2 separate regions of the Bos taurus genome follow, and region 2 is linked to region 1. Evidence: chromatin contacts called from public Hi-C data. All regions are on one chromosome and are shown on one strand. The core of a region is the stretch at or near the end of the contact, and the rest is flanking DNA. Distances in the headings are between cores, read along the strand shown. Region 1 has its middle 35 kb from the start of CFAP418. Region 2 overlaps NDUFAF6 (NADH:ubiquinone oxidoreductase complex assembly factor 6).

The links. A called contact is a pair of places that touch in the nucleus more often than the background predicts.
Region 2: a Hi-C map of an unstated tissue shows a contact between it and region 1, with 2.8 times the contacts expected there. A contact is called at or near these places in 2 of 11 Hi-C or Micro-C datasets (skeletal muscle and an unstated tissue).

What each region holds. Positions count from the first base shown.
Region 1 is chr14:69,088,177-69,093,205 of ARS-UCD2.0, forward strand. No RefSeq gene overlaps it. Among named protein-coding and RNA genes, the nearest start is that of CFAP418, 35 kb to the left of the region's middle.
Region 2 is chr14:69,278,418-69,283,422 of ARS-UCD2.0, forward strand. NDUFAF6 (NADH:ubiquinone oxidoreductase complex assembly factor 6) reads right to left here. Exons shown (of 9, transcript NM_001105389.1): 3 at 4,984-5,005; 4 at 767-823. Among named protein-coding and RNA genes, the nearest start is that of NDUFAF6, 21 kb to the right of the region's middle.

The sequences.
Region 1 (5,029 bases), core at 1,500-3,999:
CGAAGCAACCCATGTAAAGGGAGCATCAAAGCACAGGCGCTTTTCACCTAAAGTGCCCTCCTGCACCGTGCCAGGTTTGTGGTAAGAGAGGTGCCAGTTTTCAGTCAGGAGTTGAGTTGGTAGCACATGGGTCACTTCCTAAGGAATCGTGATAACGGGTCTTTTACGTTACGTGTCTTGGACTCTGCTGCTACTGCTGCTAAGTCGCTTCAGTCGTGTCCAACTCTGTGCGACCCCATAGACGGCAGCCCACCGGGCTCCACTGACCCTGGGATTCTCCAGGCAAGAACACTGGAGTGGGTTGCCATTTCCTTCTCCAATGCATGAAACTGAAAAGTGAAAGTGAAGTCGCTTAGTCGTGTCTGACTCTTAGCAACCCCATGGACTGCAGCCCACCAGGCTCTTCCGTCCATGGGATTTTCCAGGCAAGAGTACCGGCGTGGGGTGCCATTGCCTTCTGGCCAATACCAGACATCCAAGTGTGGACATCTACAGGCAGAGGTGGTGCAAGGCGATGATTTCCCCACCGCGTGAAATTTCCCCACCGCTGGACATCCCCCCGTTTGCTCCTCATTGATTCTAACGTGATGAAAATGGAAACTGCTAACCCATGTGTTGGTACTTGTGCTAGAAACACGCCCTGCTCCCCAGGAGGGAGAAAGGAAAACACTCGGTTAAACTTCCCCTTTCATAGTCTAAAATTCCTGCTGCAACTTCGGGTCAGCTGTCCAGTCATCAACCCACAATCTGAGCCCAGCACCAGCCATCCCCAAGACCTGGACCAGCAAAGGAAGGAAGTCCTGAAGAAACCTTCACATGGCTACAGCTCATCACAGTGGACAAGAAAGGGGCAATTTTTATTCCAGGAACTTGGGGGATTTTAAAAGACCCATCTTCTGAGTAGGGATTCCCCAGTGGCTCGATAGTAAAGAATCCACCTGCCAATTCCAGGGACACAGGTTCCATCCCTGGGTGGGGAAGGTCCCCTGGAAAAGTAAATAGCAACCCACTCCAGTATTCTTGCCTGTGAAATCACATGGACAGAGGAACCTGGTGGGCTACAGTCCATGGGGTCTCAAAGGAGTCAGACACGACTTAGAAACTAAACATCGCTTTGTTGTTGTTCAGTCACTCAGTTGTGTCCAACTCTTTGTGACCCTGTGGACTGCAGCACGCCAGGCTTCCCTGTTCATCACCATCTCTTGAGTTTGCTCAAATTCATGTACATTGAGTCAGTAATGCCATCCAGGCATCTCATCCTCTGTCGTCCCCTTCTCCTCCTGCCCTCAATCTTTCCCAGCATCAGGGTCTCTTACAGTGAGTCAGCTCTTTGCATCAGGTGGCCAAAGTATTGCACCTTCAGCTTTAGCATCAGTCCTTCCAGTGAATATTCAGGATTGACTTCCTTTAGGATTGACTGGTTTGATATCCTTGCTGTCCAAGGGACTCTCAAGAGTCTTCTCCAGCACCATAGTTTGAAAGTGTCAATTCTTTAGCATTCCGCCTTCTTTATGATCCAACTCTCACATCTGTACATGACTACTGGAAAAACCATAACTTTAACTATATACACCTTTGCCTGCAAAGTGATGTCTCTGCTTTTTAATATGCTGTCTAGGTTTGTCATAGTTTTTCTTCCAAAGAACAAGCATCTTAATTTCATGGCTGCAGTCACCATCCACAGTGATTTTGGAGAGAAGATAAAGTCTGTCACTATTCCCATTGTTTCCCCATCTATTTGCCATGAAGTGATAGGACCGGATGTCATGATATTTGTTTTTTGAATGTTGAGTTTTAAGCCAGCTTTTCACTCTCCTCTTTCACTTTCATCAAGAATCTCTTTAGTTCGTCTTCACTTTCTGCCATTACTGTGGTATCATCTGCAGGTCTGAGGTTATTGATATTTCTCCCGTAAATCTTGATTCCAGCCCGACATTTCATATGATGTACTCTGTATATTAGTTAAATAAACAGGGAGACAATATACAACCTTGACGAACTCCTTTCCCAATTTTGGGAAACCAAAAATTGAACCAGTACAAGCTGAATTTAGAAAAGGCAGAGGAACTGGAAATCAAATTGCCAACATCGGTTGGATCATAGAAAAAGCAAGAGAATTCCAGACAAGCATCTGCTTCATTGACTAAAGCCTTTGACTGTGTGGATCACAACAAGCTGTGGAAAATTCTTAGGCTGACTTAGTGACCCTAATAAATTGAGAATCTAGCCCATAGGGGGCAGACCTGCACTGAGGACTGGATCTCATTTTTTTTCTTGGACTTTGGTCTCTGGAAAAGCACCCAGAAGAGCATTCCTAAATATCAGGCATTTCAGTTTTTGATCAAAATCCACCTTCTGTGTTTAAAGATACCTTGTAGTGGTGGAGCTAAATGTTTTTTCTCTGGCTGAGAATAGAAACCCTCCCTAGTCTAAACCACCTGCCTTGTTCTTAGGAGAAAAGGCCAGGCACCAAGCAGCAGAGCAGTCTCACCCAGGAAGTTTCACAGCCCTTCATACCCGGAAGCACTTGTCATCTGAGCTTGTGAACCCACCTGGAAAGTGGAACACTTTAACTGATTCACTTCAAAATTCAACTCCTCGAGCACTTCAAGGAATATAATTGGACCTAAAGTTAAAGAGGAGCAATGAAGTGACTCCTCACAACAAAAAGATGGGAAAGCAAGGTGACGGACTTGGCAGAGGCGATGGAGGAAATTGCAAGGGTGAGCCAGTTTGTGCTGACGGGACTTCTGAGACCAGGAAACCTTATCTTCATGACCTTTAAGCCTGATTGTTCAGCACAGATGTTCCCAGAATACAGTGATTTGGTTTTATTTTAAGGCTTTTTTTTTTTTTTCATTTAAATATACAGAAAGCAAAACAAAATAAACAATTATTTTATACACTCACTTTTTTTGTGCATCAACATACAACATATAAAAATGCAAAAATCTCTCCACTACCCCCAAAGGTAAATATTGTTCATTTGATGTCCATCCTTCTGAACTTTTGGATGGATGGGTGCTAGAGATATTTCCTGACTTTTTTTCTTAACAAAAATGGAGTACTGATACATAGATGTATTAATTACCCTGCTATTTGTTTGAGTCTTTGAGAGGAGGGAGCTTAACCAAAGAGTATATCATAGATATCTTTCCAGACCAGTATGCATAGATTTATCTCCTTTATAATGGCTCTGTGATATTCCATGGTTATGGATGTTCTAAGATTTAACTATTTTTCTGTTTATGGAGATTTCTGTTTCATAATTTTTCTGTTAAAGACAGTGCTTCAGGTAATACCTTTGTAGAGATATCTGTACACTCATTAGTACGTAATATTTCCTACAGATTATTAAAAATGGAAATTCTAGTCAGATTCTGCATCTCTAAGGAGCTTTCGGGTGATACCTGTAGTGCTGGTCTATGGACTGTAGTTTGAGCAGCCAGGTCATGTAAATAGTCCATCAAATAAAAGTCCAGCTAATCTAAGATCTATCCATATGCCGAAGAGACCCTGTATAGACCTTCTGGTTGATGACGCCGGTGGAGCCAAGCCTTTCCTACTCCGTAAAGTTATCTTGCTGCTGCTGCTGCTGCTGCTAAGTCACTTCAGTCGGCAGCCCAACAGGCTCCCCCATCCCTGGGATTCTCCAGGCAAGAACACTGGAGTGGGTTGCCATTTCCTTCTCCAGTGCATGAAAGTAAAAAGTGAAAGTGAAGTCGCTCAGTCGTGTTCAACTCTTAGCAACCCCATGGACTGCAGCGTACCAGGCTCCTCCGTCCATGGATTTTCCAGGCAAGAGTACCGGAGTGGGGTGCCATTGCCTTCTCCGAAAGTTATCTTAAACCATCCTAATAAGCCCCTCTGCCATCTAAATACTAGCAAATGACCACAGTTGATGTGGAACAAATAATTTGCCTAGGCAAGCCCTGTCTGAATTCATGGTCCATAAAATTGTGAGATTAAATGGTGGTGGCTTTAAGGAAAAAAAAAAAAAAAAAACGATTGCTTGATCAAATTAGCACATTTTAAATTTTGATGATACTCTCAAATTACCCTTTCACAAGATTGCATCAATTTATGTAGTGGTGTGAACTATGGATGAGAGTGACTAGTATCTTCCCTAAAGGAATGGGATGAAGACTGTGTATTTGTTTATCATTATTAGCATTTTAAAATATATTTAATGATGAAATATTTCAAATATACAGGAAAGTATACAGAATAGGCTAAAATAGTGGTTCATACACATTTTTATTACTTTTTGCATTAAATTTAATAATTATTTTTCTCCAGAAAATTACCCACTTCAGCTGAATGTTAAATTGAGATTTTGACCCAAATTTGGTTAACTTCAAAGCCTATACTCATTTAGGCCTGGAGCAGAGATGGAGGGCAGAGCCCTGTGCTCAGGATGCCAGAAGACAGCTGAGTCAGCCCTTCAGCTGCTGTTCCAGTTCCCTGTTGGCTGCCTGGGCAACCATGAGCCCATCACCCAGGGGGCCTCCAGGAGGATGAGCCTGGTCCCCCTCCATACACTGTGACTCCCAGGGAGAAAATGAAGCCTCAAAGGAAAGCCACAGAAATACTGATATTGTTTTAATTATTACATAGAACAAATTACTGATCACAAAAGCCCAAGCCATGTAATCATCACAGAACTTAATGACATATATTGGCAAAGCAGAAAAAGACACAGACGTAGAGAACAAATATATAGATACCAAGGAGGAAGGGAGTGGATGGGAGGAATTGGGAGACTGGGCTTGACACATATACATATACATATACATATACAGTACTGATGCTATGTAGGAAACAGGCAACTAATGAGAACTAATGAGAACAGACTGTGTAGCACAGGGAACTCCCGAAGGGGAAGGAGATCCAAAAGGGAGGGGACACATGTATATGTATTATTTTCTAATAGTTTCAAATGTATAAACTTCTGGAAAGCAGGAACTATGTCTGGTCTTTATTTCTCATGATGGTATTTTTTTTTTTTTTTTTTTTTTTTTTTTTTTTT
Region 2 (5,005 bases), core at 1,879-4,378, 190 kb after region 1:
CTGATGCTGGGAAAGACTGAGGACAGAAGGGGGCCTTCGGGGATGAGATGGTTGGATGGCATCACTGATGCAATGGACACGAACTTGGGCAAACTTTGGGAGATGACAAGGGACAGGGAGGCCTTCAGGGAATCTTCCCAACCCAGGGATCAAACCTGTGACTTTTTCATCGGCACGCAGGTTCTTCACCACTGAGCCATCAGGGAAGCCCCCACCTTAGACTGTGTTGTTGTTCAGTCACCCAGTCATTACGGAACTGGGCTTCCCATGCTATACAATAGGTCCTTGTTGATTATCTGTTTTATACACGTTTTATTTACAGATCAAATGATAACATGTCTGAGGTTTACTTTAAAATAATCAAATACGGTTTAGTGAGGGAAGTTGGTAGAAAAAAAATGAAAACACACTGGACATGGGTTTATTAAAGCTAGGTGACAGATACATGAAAGTATATTACACTATTTTCTCTACTTTTATATAAGTCTGAACATTTTCTATTTTTAAAAAAACACCAAAATAGTAGAGTATGATATGCACATGCATGCCTCTGCCTGGACGCCCGTTCACCTGTCTGTCTCCAGGTACCGGGGTAGGAGCTGAGGTAGGTGGCATGCAGTGATGGAGAACAGATAAAATGGCATAGTTCTCTAAAAGTCTGCTTCCTCCAAAATATTAATATACATATTAAAACATTTCTTCCCTGAAGAATTAGCATAAGGATTAAAAGAGGAGAAAAAACAAGACTTGAGCAACTGCAACTTACTCTTTCATCAATGATTTTCATAAGCCATCTTTTAGTCAGATTATGTCTTCTGACAGCCTAAAAAAAAAAAAGTTTTAAGTTTTTGGAAAGTACTACAAATGACTTCTGTAGACCTGAATAACATAAACAAACCAAATACAAAACCAGGCCAGGGAACATCTGTAATAACTCATCACCAGAGAGCTATGTTAAAAACCTAGGGAAAAAGAAAATGTCCCTAGAAAACACTTTAAAACATTTTCAAGTAAAGATAATATATCCAAAACTTTTTCACTACTCTTTTCCTTATACTATTAGTAATTAGTGAATCCACTTTCAAAACAAACAAAAACACAAGAATTAAGCAGAGCAAGCTTCTCTATGCAGTATGCCTCGACTTCCATGCTTATTACAAACTTCTTTCCATAAAATGAAGACCCTATTTAATGAAAATAACCACTTTATAAAAAAGAAAAGGCTAATACAGCTCCAAAGAAAACAATCTGCAGGGTACAGTGTTATCTTACAAGTAAAGACACTCCGTTAAGAAAGAGCACACTTAGTGCTTAGATCTTGGTCTCGAACCATTTCCATCAAAGGAAACAGACTCTAAAAAAGGGGATTCCAGAGCTGGAAAAAGGGAGATTCGAGAGGATCCTGAACCATTTTATTGTGCCAGAAAATAGAAAGTGCAAAAAAAAAAAAACAAAGATAGGAGGCATGTTAGGACACAGGAGCCAGTCTGAAGGGACTCTCATTGTCCAAATATGGGACTATATGAATACCAAATAATTAAGTACAGTAATGAGGTATAATCTGCCTGCCAGTGTAGGAGACATAAGAGACAAGGGTTCATTCCCTGGGTTGGGAAGATCCCTTGGAAGAGGAAATGGCAACCCACTCCAGTATTCTTGCTTGGGAAATACTATAGACAGAGGAACTTGGTGGGCCACAGTCCATAGGGTCTGAAAGAGTTGGACACAACTAAGCGAATAAGCATGCATGCAAGCAATGATTTATAAAGTACTAGACAAAAATGCAGTTTATACCAATAATTAATAAACAAATAAATAATATAGGAGAGTGAGAGCAGTTGCTTACAGTAGCATGCCAAGTGGTAAATGTGAACAGAGCATTAGAGTTGGGACATTATCACTCTGTAATCATAATAGTAAAGACTGGATAAGAACCATCAGTGAATGTTACGTTTCACAGGAAACTGATGAGGAGTAGGATATTTGCATTGTCTTAAAGTTGATTAGTTGCAAGGGAAATTCTAATTATACAGTAGACTACACATTGGGAGAACCGGACAACATCTTGAATGTTAATGAAAATGAACAATGCAATAAAGGACGGATGGACAGAATGTGTCTCCAGATGTGACACTCCAAGAATACATCACTGATGCAGTATTCTGGCCAAGAGCGCATAACCTGAACCATCTAAGCAGGATAAAATATTAGACAAATCCAAAATGAGGAATGTTCTACTACAAAAAAAAAAGATGTTATACACTTCAAACATGTCAATGTCATAGAAGACAAAGAAAAACTATGGAAATGTTCCAGATTAAAGTAGGCTAAACAGATATGACTGAAAAATACCTGACTGGATCCTACAATGGAGGGGAAAAATACATTAATGTATATCATTAGGTCAACTGACAAAATTGGAATATGACTGGAAAATCAGATGAAAGTTATTTCAAAGTTAAATTTACTAAAGTCAGTAACTATTCTGGTTAAATAAGAGAATATCTGTATTCTTAGGAAATACTAAAGTATTGAGAAATAAAGGGACATGACGTATGCAACTTATACTCAAATGATTTAAAAAAATTAAAAAAATTATGTGTGAAAATATACAGAGATCATGCCAGAGCACACACACACACGAGTGAGCACACACAAATGATTAACAAATAGGATAAAATGTTAACAACAGGTAAATGTGAGTGAACGACATAGAAGTGTTCTTACAAGATTTTTACTTTTGTAACCTTCCTAAAATTTTGAAGCTATTTCCAAATAAGGTAAACACTGCTTTTGTGCCAAGTCAACACTAAGTATAATATATTTTCACAAGAAATACAGTAGTGAAACATAAAGTCTCCAGGATATCCCACACTTCAACTGAGACTCTAAGATGTCACTGATACTAATGTAAAGGCTGGCAGGCTCATCAACACACATGCAAGTGGCAAAGGATGGAAGTGTGCAGAATGGAGCCCACCTTGCCCGACAGGAAAGCAGCAGAAGCTATGAGGGCTGCAAAGAGCTGGTCTGGAAGTGCTCTCAGCATTGCTACAATTACACAGCAGCACTCCCACAGGCCTCTCCCCCCAGTTCCAAGAATCAGCCTGGGATACCTCAGTCACTTCAGTCTTGCTCTCATTTTGTTTTGTACATGTCTGAGAAGGGCAGGGCTTGTTTGATCTTTGTAACCACACCATCAAGCACCATTCCTGGCACATAAAAGTACTCAGCAGATACTAAACCACTGAAAAGTCAGACTCCTATTTACTCAAGTCTGACGCTGTAACAGCTGCAGTTCCTTGACCACAAAACAGAGTTCTGTCTGATTCTGAAGGACATCAGAGATCAAGATAAAAAAACACATAAGAAGCTGAAAACCTGTTAAATAAAGGTATCAAAACTTTGCAAATAGAAGCCAAATGGAATAAAAATCATGGCTATAATTATTAGAAATTATAGGAATTCATCTATTCTGTGCTCTAAAAGCACCAATGAAACAGCGCAGCAGGAATGTACTCTCTGTTCCCCTATTTAATCTTCTGAAGAACCTGAAGCTCTTTAAGCAATCAGTGGAAAGTCTGACTGGACAGTGGCGCAATAAGTATGTGCTCCAGAAGAATGGGAAGAAGTAAAAAACACACAATCAGGACAACCGCTCTGAACACTACCTGCTTCTTTCAAATGTTCATGTTAATCTGCAATACCTGTCATATCAGAGAGCTGGCCAACATTAATCATCAAAATTTAAGCAGCTTTTAAAACTGGACAAATTGTCATACATGTAAACATTCTGTAAATCAGATATGTCTTCTGGCATTTAAATGAAGCTAAGACAAGATAAATTTATGTTAAATAAATCTCTGATCTTTCAAGTTATTTCCTGACAAAGGCCAGAATCTTCAATACAAGTCTTAGCATAAACTTCTAACGCAGTCAGGTTTGTATATAAAATAAGTAGTTTCTGGATTTTGGAGAAACTTTCCTTTAAACTGAGTCAGCCAGGATGAAGTTCTTGAAGTGGGATGACTAAAGGGAAACAGCTAATCCGATACTAAAGAGCTTCCCATCCACTTTTCCTTCCCAGTCCCTGATGGAGGGGCCTGGTTCTCCAATTACTGAGGTTCTGTGAAGTCAATCTGGGGCCAAGAAAAGGGGCCTGCCTCTGCTGGGGCACAGACCTGAGAAGGAGTGTACCACTCAGGTCTGTCAGAGGCTCCTGGGACAGACGCTGTCTTCTGGCACTTACGATGTGACAACAGGGACACAGATCAATGACAAAAGGAGCCTAAACCCTGTTCTCTGCTGCTAGTTCAATGTATTTTTAAACTGTGTAAGGCTAGTTGTGAATGAGGAATCCATAGAGCTTTAATGTAAAACTACCAAATACATCTTAGTGTACAAATAACAACCTCGCCCATAGGCTTCCATTCTCAGATACCTAAACTTCATCAACAAAGAGGCAATTCTATGAAACTAGACAAGGCAGCTTTAGGAATGATAAGAGCACAAAAGATCAATGCATCATTTTCTACAGTCCAGCGTATGAACTACAGCACTGGAATAAGGAGCTACTTGGCAGATAGAATAGAAAATTTAAAATGTCATTGTTTCAAAATTTGTAGGGCTTAAATTCTGCAACCAAACATGTGGAAAATAATTTATAACATAAACAGACCAAATTCCTCTTTCTTCTTTTAATAAACACACTAAAGATGTGTGTAAATTACTTGTTAATGATTTTAAATTCTGTCAAAACTAATATATATCTGACTTTCTTCTTTTAATAAACACACTAAAGATGTGTGTAAATTACTTGTTAATGATTTTAAATTCTGTCAAAACTAATATATATCTGAACGTTACGTGAGCCCAAGAATATTTTCAGGATAGATTCCCCATTGCCACTATCCAACTTGTATGTAACAAAAAGTATGCTTAAACAACATTCTTACAAGTGAAAAGTAGCTGTTTCTGTTTTACCTTCCACAGTTCAATGGCCACA